2 separate regions of the Mus musculus genome follow, and region 1 is linked to region 2. The links are chromatin contacts, called in public Hi-C maps. All regions are on one chromosome and are shown on one strand. The core of a region is the stretch at or near the end of the contact, and the rest is flanking DNA. Distances in the headings are between cores, read along the strand shown.

The links. A called contact is a pair of places that touch in the nucleus more often than the background predicts.
Region 1: a contact with region 2 is called in a Hi-C map of cortical neurons, with 4 times the contacts expected there. The contact joins two enhancer-like sites. A contact is called at or near these places in 9 of 484 Hi-C or Micro-C datasets (the HL-1 cell line, cerebellum, cerebral cortex and 2 more).

What each region holds. Positions count from the first base shown.
Region 1 is chr9:28,566,397-28,570,857 of GRCm38.p6, forward strand. All of the region lies in intron 2 of Opcml (opioid binding protein/cell adhesion molecule-like), which reads left to right. Among named protein-coding and RNA genes, the nearest start is that of Gm39313, 170 kb to the left of the region's middle. Within about 2 kb of position 3,180, at least 44 of the 459 cell types and tissues checked have an H3K27ac peak or open chromatin away from gene starts, as enhancers often do. A contact at or near this core is called in cortical neurons, where this site is marked.
Region 2 is chr9:28,260,179-28,264,703 of GRCm38.p6, forward strand. All of the region lies in intron 1 of Opcml (opioid binding protein/cell adhesion molecule-like), which reads left to right. Among named protein-coding and RNA genes, the nearest start is that of Gm39313, 130 kb to the right of the region's middle. Within about 2 kb of position 1,408, at least 14 of the 459 cell types and tissues checked have an H3K27ac peak or open chromatin away from gene starts, as enhancers often do. A contact at or near this core is called in cortical neurons, where this site is marked.

The DNA.
Region 1 (4,461 bases), core at 1,930-4,429, 310 kb after region 2:
AAATGTATTTGCTTTTAAACAAGTCGCAGTGTATATAACTACACACATCACCACTCCCACACTCCCATGCCTAAGGCTCAGGGATCATTGTGGAAAAGGGGGTAGAAAGGTTGTAAGAACCAGACGAACAGGGGGTTTTCTATGAGACTGGGTCTCCTAGGAGTGTCAGAAGCTAAATGCATAAAGTCTCACCAACAAGACAGCCTAAAATGAGTTGAACAAGGACAACAATAGACACACTGACATGGATGTGACAAAAATGCTTGGATGATTCAACCCGACACAAAGAACTACAGATAACTAAAGACTGCTGAGAAAGGCAAAATGTTCTTCTCCAGGGAAGAGGCCACCAATACATTTGGGTATCCAATACAAAATGGTCAGCCCTGAGAACATACGTACAAGTATGTTTATATAGGCTGTTCAGGATGTACTTAAGTATTTAGAAACATACATATAAACTGTTAATGAAAAAAGAGGTCGTGGATTTGAGAGTAGAGTACATGGGAAGTTTGGAGGGTAAATGATATACTTCTATTATAATCTCAGAAAATAACAAGGAATATGTTTTGTAAAGGACTTCCTAGTTCCTTGCTGCATGTGGCTGTAGTTCCTTGCTTATGGCTGCTATGCACACTGCCATGGAGATACATAAACAAGTCTTATATGAAGCACCAGAGTCTTTAGAGAAACAGGGCAGTGATGAAAGACATAAGGGTTATGTCCTGTTTTCCTTTCTTGATTCTTTAGGAAAATACCCTGGCAAAAGCAATTTCAGGGAAAATGGGTTTGTTTGAACTTTTGGTTCAAGGTACAGTCCGTGGCGATGGGGAAATCCAGGCAAAAGGAGCTTGAAGAAATTGTCTCCCTCACACCCATACTCAGCAAACAAAGAGAAAATGAATGGAGGCTCATCTACCTTTCTCCATTTTATACAGACCAGAATTTCCTGCCCAGAGAATGACCCTGCCTATAATTAATATGGGTTTACCCTGTCAATTAACATAATCAAGATAATTTTCTACAAGCATGCCCAGAGGCCCTCTTCCCAGGTGATTCTAGACTCTGTCCAGTTAGCAATTAACCCTAAATATCACAGACACAAGATATTAACAGTGGGAGAACAGCACAGAAAAGGGGACCAGTTTATCTTACCTGCTAGCTGGACATGGTGACACACACCTGTGACCCAGCACCTACAGAGTGGAGACAGGAGACTGACAGTTTTGAATGTCATTCAAATGAATTTTAGAAACCATAACTCAAAAAGAAAACGAAATCTGCTTCTTGGAAATAGTCGTCTTGTTAGTTGAAATTATTATCTAATGCATTTTTCATAGAGAGCCCCTCTTTCAAACTTTGAGGTTATATATAGATGGGGAGTTTAATCCCATTATAGAAGTAGAACACAAGGATCACCAACGCTTTGGCTGCGAGGGCCCAGCCTCAAGGGATCAGACGTTTTTAAGTGCCAAGCTCTAGATCTCAAGCTCAATGTCCTACCTCATCATCTGTTTGTTGCAGTGCCTATTGTTGTGGGCCAGGGCTTGTGTGATAAGCGGAACAACCTGTAGTCTATGTACTGTATCTTGAGCGGTAGGTCAGTGCTTACCAGCTATGTAGCTATGTTGCTTACTGCATTAGTAAAAAGTAATAGAGTTAAGAAGTGGGGCTTCTTACAGTGCTTGGATGAGATCAGCAGGATAAGCTGAGTGGGCTGCATATTTTGAACTTCCCAAAGATGCATTTGTATGAGATAACATTATAGGAGAGTGGTCCTTACCCTTCCCAATGCTGCAACCCCTTCCTACAGTTTCTGATGTTGTGGGGACCCCCAACTATAAAATTACTTTTGTTGCTATGCCATAGCAATAACTTTGCTACTGTTATGAAACATAGTGCTAGTATCTTTGGAGATAGGATTTGCCAGAGGGGTTGTGATCCGCAAGTAGAGAACCACTGTTTTAAGGAGGATCTTTGTTAGCTTGGGCCCTGGAGAAACTTAATGTTTGAGTTAAAGCCTATTTAAAATGGGCCACATTATAGGTAAAATGGGACAGCATGATACAATATCTACACAGGCAGGCTGTATTGTAGGATGAGATCATTGAACGTCAAATCTTTCCAGTTCCACAAGGACCGGGGATTAGTGAGAGCCACTAAGGACAGTCTTCTCTTCCTCTGTATTCCCAGGAGTCAAATAACATGTGTGTGGCAAGAATCTGTTTATTCAGAACGACTATGGAATCGACAGAATTATTTCTAAATACGTTTAAGCCCAGTGGACTCCCTTAAACCTGTTGTGACACAGTCACAGCCACGAGAAAGGAAGAGGGGACACAAAAATTAAAGAGATAGAAGAAACAGAGAGCTTTCAGAAGAGTTCACAGACAATGGCTGAGCATGTACCACCCAAGGAGAGAGGATCAAAGTGAGTTCCCTGTGAATCAGGCTCCAAGTTTGATTTTCAATCGTGAAGAAAGTTCTAGAATGTGGGTGCAGAGCAGTTTCTACATAGAGCGGGCTCACCAATGTGAAGGTTAATTATGAGGCAAGAAGATGCCCCCATGAGGTGAGGTTTTCTGTGGCTGCTTTTTGTTGGCATCTCCAGGAGAGTGCGAGTACAGAAGAGGCCCTTTGATAGCCACGTTGGCAGCCGTCGACTCTCCCTGTGGTCCAGCAGGTTAATGTACCACTGCCAGCCCTCCAGAGTGAGGCAATCAGAAGCACGGCTTGATAGAAATAAAATGCAGTGTGGGGCTGAGAAGGGAAGTCTGCAGTTGGTAGCTCAGCTCCTGGCAAAACCCTCCTCCAATCAAGGCTTCCCTGGAAGGCAGTATTAGCAGAGTGGCTTAGGGGCACCTGTGATGCTTAGATTAATCTCGCCTTTTTGTTTTCTTTCCGGTCTATCTGGGCACCGCTGAGTGCAAGAATTTATGTTGGCTTCCTTCCTAGAAGGGAGCTACAGGCTGCAGAAAGAGGAAGTGTCATCATATGTCACCTCTCCCAGTGTCTCTGTGGCTGTCAGTCTGTCGCTCTGCCCCTCCTTGCCCATCAGCTCTCCTTTTTACATTCTCCTGTGATGTGATGCTGTGTCTCCCAACAGAGCAATGGTAACAGCACTGATACCCCACCCACAAAGGCGCTTTCTTCTCTTCTGGTATGTCAGCTCAGGCTTTCTAGAGGGAAATTAAGTGACTGGAAGGAAAGGGAACTGGGGCTTTGATCAGATGTCACTGTGGGGCCAAAGCTGCTTCCCACCCTTTGCAGACATCTGTAGCAAGTTATCTAATGTCATGGGGACTATCTTTAGGGGCTATTTTTGAAATGTTAAACAACCACTATCCCACAGTGCCTTGCAGCATTTGATTTAAGCAGTAGAGTCATTTTCTGAAAAATAAAAACCTCAGTGTAATGAACTAGTGGATGGACTCCTACTGTTTAGGAATAGAAAGGCTAAAGAAGTTTACAGTCGGTACTCCTCACTTGGGGACCACAGCACACACACCATCCTGGGGGGTGGGGTAACAGGGATCACCTACCCCATATGCATAACCTTCTCGGTGGGTGAGTGGGTGGGTGTGTAGGTGGGATAGCAGATGTTGCCTAGCCCCAGAAGTTTTTCCATTGGAAGTCAAAGGCTGGATTTTCTAAATTGTTGGAGTGGCTCTTTCCCAGCACATATCTGACTATTAATCACCATGGCATGCTGAACAGCACTTGTGACTTTTTTTCATGTTCTTTCCAGACTGGTTGCAATTAGGTTATGCTTTTAGATCTTAGAGCTTTGATAATAAGGTTCTTAGTATTCTGGAGAAGGGCTTAGGCGAAAATAGTGCTTGCTAGTAATTTCTTCCTATTTTTGCTGGGTCCAGTGGCAGAGGAGTGAATTCGGGGTAGTATCTTATTTCCCCCAGTATGCCAATGCCTAGCAAAACAGCAAAGGCCTTTCAGACCTAAGAATCAGTATCCTAGAAAATGCCATCTACCCTTGAATGGAACGCTGGCATGCCAAGGAGAGGTCTGGGCATAGAGGTGGGGTGGGGGGGTGGGTGGAATACAGAAGCAGAGATCCTATTCCTGTCCTCTATTCTGGCTGCTTCCACATTCCGCTGAGCTGAGCCCAGCCATGCTCCATTTATAAGAAGCAGCGTGCTAGTGTCTATCTCATGTGCTGTTAAATAGATGTGAGATGTCACCCCTATTTATTATTACAGCAGAAAACTCTTGCCTGAAGAGTCACCTTGATGAGACATGGGTTCTGGTGAAGAATCACAACCTGAAAGCTAGAGAAGCATAAAATAGAGCTTGGAGTTGAGACACTGCGAGTTTTCATTGACTTTTTATGTGGCCTTTTGGAGAATTAGATTTCCATTTTGTTATTGTTAATTGATGGAGTTTCGCAGATTTACTGGGAAATAGGGCATAGGCAGAAAATGTAGTCTATGTGAAAGGTCTCAC
Region 2 (4,525 bases), core at 158-2,657:
CCCAGACTCTTCAAGGGTCAGATTTTGAAACTATGCAGTCTGGGGCTGGTGAGATGGCTCAGTGGGTAAGAGCACCCGACTGCTCTTCCGAAGGTCCAGAGTTCAAATCCCAGCAACCACATGGTGGCTCACAACCATCTGTAACGAGATCTGACGCCCTCTTCTGGTGTGTCTGAAGACAGCTACAGTGTACTTACATGTAATAAATAAATCTTAAAAAAAAAAAAAAAAAAAAAAAGAAACTATGCAGTCCTACCCTCCCATAGCTAACTCCTGCCTGCTCAGCTCCAGCAAGATGGTGGGGTCACCGGCTCTCAAGTAGCAGACTTAAGTATTTTTCTCTGCTCTTTCTCTCCAGGTGATGCCACAGGGTCCTCTCAGTGGCCCTTATGCAGGAATGTTTCATCATCAATGCAGTCTCCCCTAACCCTGGACAAATACCCACCTCTATTCTTTCATTTCGTTTTGTTTTGTTTTGTTTTGTTTTGTTTTGTTTTGTTTTGTTTTGTTTTGTTTTTGAGACAGGGTTTCTCTGTGTAGCCCTGGAACTCACTTTGTAGACCAGGCTGGCCTTGAACTCAGAAATCTGACTGCCTCTGCCTCCCAACTGCTGGGATTAAAGGTGTGCGCCACCACCGCCCGGTCCCACCTCTATTCTTTACTTACATGGTCCTTGTTACAACAGTTAAGTAGTTTTGTCTTCTACTTAGGCTTCTTGGTAACTGCTTTATCCTTGTGGCCATAATATTAAGTCCACAGCCGGAATCTGGGTCTATTTTGTTCAAAGTCTCATTGTCAGTACATAGTAGCCTTCTAAGAAATGAATGAACCTCTAAGAGTGAATGAATGAAGCCCGGCTTACACACTCTACTGAGTCCACACCAAGCAATGCACCTGCAGAGGCTGCAGAGAAAAACTCTAGCTTGCCCTTCTAGGCATCTCCCTCAAATCACTTTTCCCAAGTGCCTCAATGTCCCGTTCATCTTTTTTCCATAAGAAGCAGTTATGGGGAGAGTTCAGGAAAGGGTCTCGGGTACTATGCCCATGGCATGGCATACAGGCTCTCTCCCTCCCAGGGGCAGTTTAGGATGTAGAGAGGCTATTTCAGGGTCATGGCCTCTCAGTAACAGGTCTCTGAAACACAGCATGTGGTAAGATCTAGCCCAGAGTGACTTCACATCAGTGGCTGACTTCTTGTTCTTTCGCCACAGGACAGCTCTTGGCATAGCTTGAAGGAACAGAGGGCGACTGCCTTCTAGGAAGGAGGGGCCCACCAACACTGTGCTCTGAGTTGTTTTGCTAATAGACTGTGACATTCCATGATCACTGTGAAAGAACTCACTTGCAACAGGAAGCTGAGAGGGAAGGGTGAGTTACAGTACCAAATCATAACCACCAGATGGCGCCAAATCTCCAGAAATGAGCTAAGAGATGGAGCAGGCAGTGCATCTTTTTCTGCAGTTTAGAGGCCGCCCATCCCTGACTGCTTTTCTGCCCTTTCAACTACACAGCCCTGCAGAGTGAGCCAGTGCCGTGTCCCCACTCTCCACCTATCTTCCCTCTACTCTTTAATGAAACCAGGACTCTTTGCTTCTTTGTGTTTTGTTCCCCACAGCAAGCCCCAAATGAGGTGCCTTTATCTTTCAGCCCTTGCCCTGACTGACACGTTCAAGCCAGCAAACCTGTTTACAGCTTGTCTGATAAAAAACATCTAGGAAATTCTTCTCAATGCAGGAACTGCCTTGAAGATATGTCCTATATTAATAGATAGAAAACACTGGGCCAGTGGTGGTAGTGGTGGTTTCAGGGGTGGTAGTGGTGGTGGTGCTGGAGGAGGAGAAAGAGGAGGAAGAGGAGGAGGAAGAGGAGGAGGAGGAGGAAGAGGAGGAGGAGGAGGGAGGAGGGAGGAGGGAGGAGGGAAGTGTTGCTTGAGAAAGAGACTGAAGAAAAGCTCACATCAGAAAAGTAAGAGCCACAGACACCACGAGTGCCTGACAACATGTGTTTTCCTACAGAGGTGCCCCACAGGGCAGACAACATCAACACTGTGAGAATCCTGCAGGCCCCATGAGACACAGCTTTACAAGGCCTTTTGTACATGTTCTGTGGCCTTTCTCCTTTTGGACACAATGTGAATTTGTCCAGCATTCTTGGTTTGAGGAAGGGAGAATAGAGGCCTGGAGAAGAAAGGCCTAAGAGCACAAACTGCTTTTTGATCTCTTGCTTTCTTTGCATGACACAAGTTATCCATCACATACTAGAACCCTTGCCACTGTGATTAATGCTTATAGACTAATTTACAATTCTTCCTTTCATTTTTGAGATTATAATATAATAACATCACTCCCCTCTTTCATTTCCACCTCCTAAATGCTGCCATAACTCCTGTTTGTTCTTTGAAATCTGTAGCTTCCTTTTTCATTAATTGTTGTTACATGTATGTGTGTGTGTGTGTGTGTGTGTGTGTGTGTGTGTGTGTGTACTATTTCTCCCACTCTCAGCATGCTTTAGCTGCCCAAGTTCTCTATGTAGGGTTGAGTCCTTTTGCCCTCCCCCAACCCCGTCTCTGTCTCCTTTGGCATGTCTGTTGTTGTCCTTGTTCAGCCTGTATTTAGGCAGTCACATTGGTGACACTTTATGAGCATAGGAGACATTCATAAGAGACATAATCTTACAGCAAACTCCCTGTAACTGTGCCTCTTCTTTCACAATGACCCCTGAGCTTTAGTTGTGTTTAGATTTATTCACTGGGCTCCACAACTCTGCATTTTGATTGGTAGTGCTTTTCTGTAATGGTCTCTGTCTGTTGCTAAAAGAGTTTCTTTGATGCAGGGCAAGGACTGAGCACGTGGACAGATAATTTAGATTCTGATGAAGATAGCTGCTGGTTTAGTGAAGTGGTTGTTCTAGGTTCTCCATCTGTGACTTGGGAGAGCATCCAGGAGAGGTGGCTATGCCTTCTGGGATGCTGTTAGCTCTATCCTAGGTCTTAGTTACATGGAGACTATGTGCGAGGTCAGGAGACCTCATCTGTGGAGAAGCATGGAATAGAGATGTAGTAACTACAGAGGTTGTGGCACTTTGGGCCCAGGATTTTATCCAAACCCTTTACTTGATCCTGGAAACAAATGCCAGAAGCAAGAAGAAATCTAAACCCCTGTTTTACGAGAGGCTATCATTTGTAAATTTAATTGTGCTGTGCTTCTTCTCATACCTAATCAGTCAGGGTCTAAGAGAGAAGACGCACATAATGGCATTGATATTGACTTGACCTATATCCAAAGAGCCAGGACCCGTGAGACTTAGGTGAACAAGGGCCATCCGAGAACCATAAACTTTCCTCCACTGAGGTTCTAATGAAGTGCAGGCTTGAAGAGGCAAAGAAAGTCAGCTAGACTCAGGGTCAGAGTATAGAAGCGTTGTGGAGTAAGGTCTGAGGACGGGATATTTGAGGCCCCCTCTCCTGACAGTGAGAACTTTTACCAGGCTTTGGACAATGTCAAATGTGCCTGTCTAACAGACACTCAAAGGTGTCTACATCCACTTAGAACATCTTTCTTGTAGACAACCATGCCCCTTCTGTGGGATCCCCACAGGATTTTAATGAAATTCTTAGATCTGTTTGATCTATACTGAGGAATTTATTTTTCTCTTTCTGTGCCATTTGTTCACGTCCCTGTGTATACTTGGACAAAACCAAAACCAAACCAAACCAAAAATGAAGAAGAAATGAAATTGAAGGTATTCTCTAATTCCACTTGGAGAAAAGTTTTCGTAAGAAGAGGTGAGAAAACCCCTTTTCCCCTTTGCATAGCGCATTAAAATAATTTATGGAGAGCGGCTCCCGTTCACCTACGGAGCTGGTCAAGATGAGAGGATAAATCTTTAAAAGAATAATGTTTTCCGAATCAGGTTCCTTGTCCTCAGAGCCTTTGATGTATGAGTGTAATAGTAGGCAGGACACATAGTGAAATATACATGAGGCCTCTTGAGGGAAGAGCAGCAGAAGGGAGGAAATATCAGTGTTTACAGCAAAACTCAATTGAAACACTCACTTCTAGATGATAGTTTATTACATTGCAAGCAACGGAGCTCAGCAAGGATGTCCTTTCCTGTCTGTCTTCAGGACTCCAATGCCTGCCCTACTCCATCCCCACATCTCACTCCCATTCTATACGAGGTCAAAACATAGCCTCTTTATTACCCACTTCTCATCAGCAGGCTTCAGATTCTAAAGAAAAGGAAGTAGAAGTGTGGAATCTTCTCGACACTACCAGCAATTCCCTGATTTTTTTTTTTTTTTTTGACACGTAATCTGTTTTAAACATGAAGGAAAGTTTGGAGAGAGGATCATTTCCTTGTTGAAGTTCAACCAGGGATCAGCTCCCAGCAAGGTATTCCGCGCCACCACCTTCTTCCTCCCCAAGCTTCCTTACCTGGAAGATGCCCACAATGAAAGGATTGTTTGGTTTATCCATTGATAAACCGCTGCTACTCCTGCAGCCCCCTGGAGGTAGTGGTCCTG